Linked DNA regions of Mus musculus: region 1 is linked to region 2. Evidence: chromatin contacts called from public promoter capture Hi-C data. All regions are on one chromosome and are shown on one strand. The core of a region is the stretch at or near the end of the contact, and the rest is flanking DNA. Distances in the headings are between cores, read along the strand shown.

Region 1 (2,688 bases), core at 56-2,555, 1.1 Mb before region 2:
TCCAGACAGTCGGTGGAAGTTGGGAAGAGTGTGGGGAAGTTTCACTCATGCCAGAGCATACAGTCCATTCTCCATGGAGATGAAGCTGCTGTGTGTAGAGGCCAAGTGGGGAGGCTGAGGAGACAGGCATGGGGTTGGTGTGGGTCACTAGTGGGGAGCAATGTGCCCTGAGGCATGTGTTGGTCAGAATGGACTACAGCCTCATACAGAGCTGCTAAACAGGGTGGCTGGAGGTTGGGGAAGGTATTGGGATGGTGGATCCACCCCAGTGGCCAGGGATGGTCTTGGTGGGCTGTAGGGCATGAAGGAGAGTCAGATAAGACCCCAAGTCCCTGTCCAGCTGTGGACCCCTGGTATCCTGCTCCAAACATCCTCCTTCAAGCCTTACCTGAGTCTCCACCTGTGCCTGGGTGCTAGTGAGAGATGGCTGAGATTTACTCAAACACCTGTAAGACAGAAGAGGCAGAGTTAGGGGCAGAAGGCACCTAACCAAGTGGTGTGTGGATATTACTGAACCCAATCTCACCAATGCCTCTGCTGCCACCGGAGACATAGTATAAAGATGAAACCAAACAGGAAAACTCCTGAGGTTCCCAAGATCCTCACCAGGTCTGCTTGAAGATTGAGGGCTGGAGTTGGGGCAGAGAGTCCTAGACACAGAGAAAAGTGTCAGATGGGCAGCCAGTGTTAAGATCCTCCCCGTCTCCCGCCTCTCCCCAGACATACCTGGATCTGATCTATGCAGGTCTCTACAGGCAACCCTGGAACCATGAGGAAAGGTAACAAACTCGCAGCAGAATGTGGTGTTGGCTAGAGAGCTTCTTGCTTTGGATTGTCCCATGGTCAGAGTGACAGAGACGCTGTTTGGGGTTTCCCAGTGGGCCTGCCTGGCAGGAGCCCACTGCTGGGTACCAAATTCTGGATGTAACACAGCTAGTTTGGTCCTTCCAGCGTCAACAAATCCTTCACAGCTCACTGTTACCAGGGAGATGAGGCTATATCCTAAGACCCCACAGTGAACTGAGAAAGACGAGAGGTTGGTGGCCTCCATCTGGACTTGCACCCACACCTCAGGGCTTGCTGAGGAATGAAAACAGGAAGGTCAGTGCCTGTGTGTCCATACTGTCCACCCCCATGGCCCTACACTGCTCTGGCCTCTCCACTCACCTTCAGAGACACAGAGGGTCAGCAATGTTGAGAATAGAACCAGGGTCTGCATCTGGCCCATATTTGTTGCATGGGCAGCCTGTGTGTTGCCTGTTCTCATGGCTGGAGGTTTTCACATTGTCAGCAGTTAGAGGCACTGTGGTAACTTCCCACAACCTAGCCTTATTTCCTTTTTGCAGGCCTCAGTGGTAGTGAACTCAGGGTAATGGGTTGTCCCTCTTAAAGTTACAGTACCAGGCTTTGCTTGCTACTTCCTAGATCTGCAGTAGTAGTGAGGAAAGCTGCAGAGGTCGCTGAGGTCAATCGTCTCTTTGCCTCAGAGAGAGGAGGGTCCATGGCTGCCCCTGAGGAACTTAGCCCTTATCCCATTCAGCCCTACACAGCTAAGGGGCAGGGAATGGAACAACTGGAGATTGCAAGATCCTAAAATCAGGAAAGCCATTGTGGAGGCAGTCAGGAGCCAACCTGAGTGACCCAGCACACCCCAAGGTGTGTTCTCAGTATTACATACTAGTAGTCCCTGGTTTGAATCTGCAATTCACCATCCCTTCCCAGCTCCTGTCCCATGTCCACCTGGAAACAGGCAATTCTGCCCAATGGCTACCCAGCAAAAGCTTGTCTCTGCCCCACCCGGTGTGAGGCAGGTGCCTGGCAGCGCAGCATCATCTAAAGAGGACTGCTCACAGCCCTACCCCCACTTCTCCCTTTCCCACTCTCTCAGTTCCCATGTGTTCCTGGCAGGCCTCTCTTGCTCTCTTTCTCTCTTCCTGTCTTTCTCTGTCCTATCCTTTCTCTGCCTCTACCTCTTTCCAGGTTCCCACTCCCATCTCCACAATAAATCTTTATACAGGCATGCTGCATGGTGTGATTCCTCAGAGGAACATCTCGGCACTGTCCTGCCAAGTATTACTCCTACCATGTTATACCACAATTTATATTTTATATTTCATAACACTAATAAGAGTGGTCTTCACTTGTCCCATTCAGAGCTCTGCTTGTTAGCACATTAACTTCAAACTGCTTAGCCCTGAAGCTGTTTGTTCATCTCCATCCTGCTGACTCCCATTCTGACCAACTGATTTCTCTCTGCCTCCCTTACCACCATCTACCTATTAATGTCATCTGCTGGGAAGAGCAAAATAACAAATTGGCTTGCTGATCACCCCACATCAACCTTGGCTTCACTGCAGCAGCCCAGGTGACCCTCAAAACACACGGATCATTCCTTTGCTTGCTCTTCCTTATTTCTCTAGGAACCAAAACATTGAAGTTTCTCTCAGACCTGCTTCTGTTCTTAACTCTCCCCACCCCCATGTGTCATATTGCTATGTGACATATTGCTTTATTGAATTGGGAAGTCCCAAGGGCAGGTTGGCCCTTGCCCATGAATTGTGTCATGGAGGCAGTCACTGTCCCCACCAAATTGTTTTTTCTTTCCACAAGCATTGCCACTGCTCTTTGTCCTACACAAAGTAATTTAGAGAATGCCACAAATTGACCAGGATGCTGCGGTATATGTGG
Region 2 (2,853 bases), core at 206-2,705:
CTAGTATACAGCACAGGGTTGGAAAGGCTTTGTATAGGCCCCAGGACAGGTGCAGGGGACCCTCATGGACGGACGGGTGTGGCCCCTTCGGGAGCTTGCAAGTTATAAGAAAGCACAGCCCAAGCCTCTCCTGGGTTAGCCAAAGCCTTCTGGGGAGTGGGTTGGGCATTCAAGGTATCGGGAGTCCCAGGTTCTGAAGGCATCTTGGAATCTTGTCCAGTCGACACCTTGCCCCACCCTGCTCCGCCTCTCTTCTTTCTGGTACGGCCGGTTGGTACCCGTTTGCTTTACATCAACCGCACCCCTCTCGCCTGACTCCAGCCAACTGTCTCACTCGCCCCTTGTGGGGCTCACCAGAACTCAAGCCCCTATTGCATCCCCATATTGCAATGCCCTCCACTGCCAACCGGGAGCAGTAGAGACCAAGAAGAGGCCAGAGCTCCCCGCCCGAGCCTTGGTGTGGGGGTATCTGGAGAATCGTGAGCATCGCAGAGGGGGTTGAAGGGCGAGCCAGGACGTCTGTGTTCCGGGAGCTCCGGAGATCCCCGTAGCAAAGGCAGGGGCGCTATTTTGGGGGCAACAGCTGCTGTAGTTCCGGCGTCTCCAGCCAAGAGATCAAAATTCCCCGGGTCGGAACTACCCCCTCCGGGTGTTCACCCATCACCCAGCCAGTTCTGGTCGCCTGGATCTGGGGATAGTGGCGTTGTTGGAGATTAACCAGGAAACCCGAGTGGGGCTAATTATAACTCGGGGCTTCCGCTGAGCCTCCTTTTAGAGGGAGGGTGGGAGGGTGAGAGGGAGGGAGGGAGGGAGGGAGGGAAAGAGAGAGACAGAGACACATAGAGAGAGACAGAGTCAGAGAGAGAGAGAGAGAGAGAGAGAGAGAGAGAGAGAGAGAGAGAGAGCGCAGGAGGGGTCCTGGAGCTGGCAAGGGGCTCAGCTGGGTAGGGACGTTGGGGTCGCGGCCCTCGGGATGGGGGGTGGTGCATTCGGGATGTCAGTAACCTGCGCAGTTTGGGCTCCGCCCCAAACAGGGGGCGTCTTCCAGTGTCCCCAGACTTTGAAGAGAGTGGGGAAGGGGCCTTCAGGGGGTCCCTGCAGGAAGGGAGCGCAGAGGCAGCGGCCGGCCCAGCGAGCATCATCAGTAAGTATGCAGCGGCTAGCGGGAGTTTCAGAGGAGTGCGAGGCAGTGGAGGGGCCCCTCTAGGCAGGCCCCACGGGGCAGGAGGTGCAGTAGGAGCTCTGTTGGGGGGCTTCGATCGTTCCAGGATCGCACGTTTCCCCCGGGATGCGGATTGGTCCCGACTCGGTGGAGGGTCCTGGGTGGGTTGGGAGACTCACCTGAGGCGGCCAAGCCGGGCCGGGTCGGGCCGCGCCGGGAGCTGGAGGCGGCCAATGTTCCCCGGCGCAGGCTGAGCCGACAGTGACAGCCGCCTCCGGCCCCCCGCACACACCCCTCCGGGCCGCACGGCGCCCCCGCCCGCCCACTGTCTCCGCCCCCGCCCCTCCCCGCTCCCCCGGGCTGCCACCTCCCCTCCTCCCTCCCTTCAAGCCCCGAGACCCCGGGGAGCGGGAGCCCAGACACACTCCAGTGGTAGATTCAGACAGACCGACAGACCCGCAGACCCGCAGCGGCGGGGCAGACACCCACGTGACAGACGGACCGCAGCCTGCGGAGACACCAGACACCGTTCACGCAGGCGACAGTCTCCTGCGGTGACAAGTCACAGACAGACCGGTCGCCTTTCACGGACGGAAGGACACACTGACAGCTCTAATCCAGAAAGATCAGAGGCCTAATATTTGGCATCTGTAACCAGGACAAAGCTTGGGGCAGGGTAATAAGAGAAGAGACACGAGAAAGCCTGACTGAGGACCCCCTTCAGCTGACACTGGTAGAAAAGATGACGTGGGACATCTCTGTGGAGACGAAAGAACACCTGTAGGAACAAATAACAGAAACACAGGCTCTCCCTTATAGGAAAAGACCCCTGTGGGCAAGAAGAGGTGACACGGGGACAGCTGAGAAGCCAGACCACATAGTGGCAAGCAGAAGGCTGTGGGGAGATGCTACAATGCACTCTGCTGCAGCTCTGGAAACTTCCGGAACCCCCGAGGGTGGGCTTGAGCTAATTCCCCTGACCGGTGACCTCCGGCTGTCATCACAAGGGTCCGGCTGGTCCATGACATCACCGGGCCAAGCTTTCATTGGTTGTTGTGGCTAGCAGGTGGGAGCGGCCTACACTTGGAGCCCCCAGCCTGTTTGGGAGTCCCTTAGACCACACGCCCAGCCTTCTAGGGAGTCTCCCACCTAGCTGCACCTTAGTGACTGTGGGAAGTGTGCAGTTTTGTGCCCACGCGAGATCACTACATGAAAGAGACAACTGGCTCACGGGGTGGGTGGGGGCATCTGGCTCTGGAGCCTGCGGGCCGCTGCTGCGTGGGCGACTGGCCTGCACGCGAGAGCGTGGGGACGTGCGTGCGCGCACGCGATATGGGGCGCTGCGTGGATCTATGGGGGGTAGGGGGACACGTGCACGCATGCTCGCTGTGGACGCCGGGAGCTTTCCCTCGAGCCCCAGACACTCATCACTCATCAGTCACTTCCTCCGAGCAAGGGGCAAAGGCGCGCTGTCTTGCAAAAGGCTGGTCCCCAGAAGATACCAGCGCAGAGTCCAACCTCTCCCAGATATGCGATTTTCATCTCTCCAAACTGCGACATCCCCCCCGCCCCCCCCCCCCGCCCTCCAACCCTCCTGTCCCTGGAGAACCTGGCCACTGCATGCCGGGAAACTCATCTGCAGTCCAGCTCACTCGCGACGGGTCCGTGCTGACTATCGCCAGGTGGCGCCA

What was found. Promoter capture Hi-C pulls out the DNA fragments that hold promoters and counts their contacts.
Region 1: a contact with region 2 is called in a promoter capture Hi-C map of liver, with 4 times the contacts expected there. The contact joins the promoter of Pvrig here to the promoter of Ache in region 2. A contact is called at or near these places in 2 of 39 promoter capture datasets (both in liver).

Annotation. Positions count from the first base shown.
Region 1 is chr5:138,340,548-138,343,235 of GRCm38.p6, reverse strand. Pvrig (poliovirus receptor related immunoglobulin domain containing) reads right to left here and starts at 1,305. Exons shown (of 5, transcript NM_001378438.1): 1 at 1,168-1,305; 2 at 727-1,080; 3 at 527-650; 4 at 389-446. The coding sequence starts at 1,267.
Region 2 is chr5:137,286,856-137,289,708 of GRCm38.p6, reverse strand. Ache (acetylcholinesterase) reads right to left here and starts at 1,455. Exons shown (of 5, transcript NM_009599.4): 1 at 1,342-1,455. Gm42456 (a long non-coding RNA gene) reads left to right here and starts at 1,065. Exons shown (of 4, transcript XR_003955815.1): 1 at 1,065-1,144.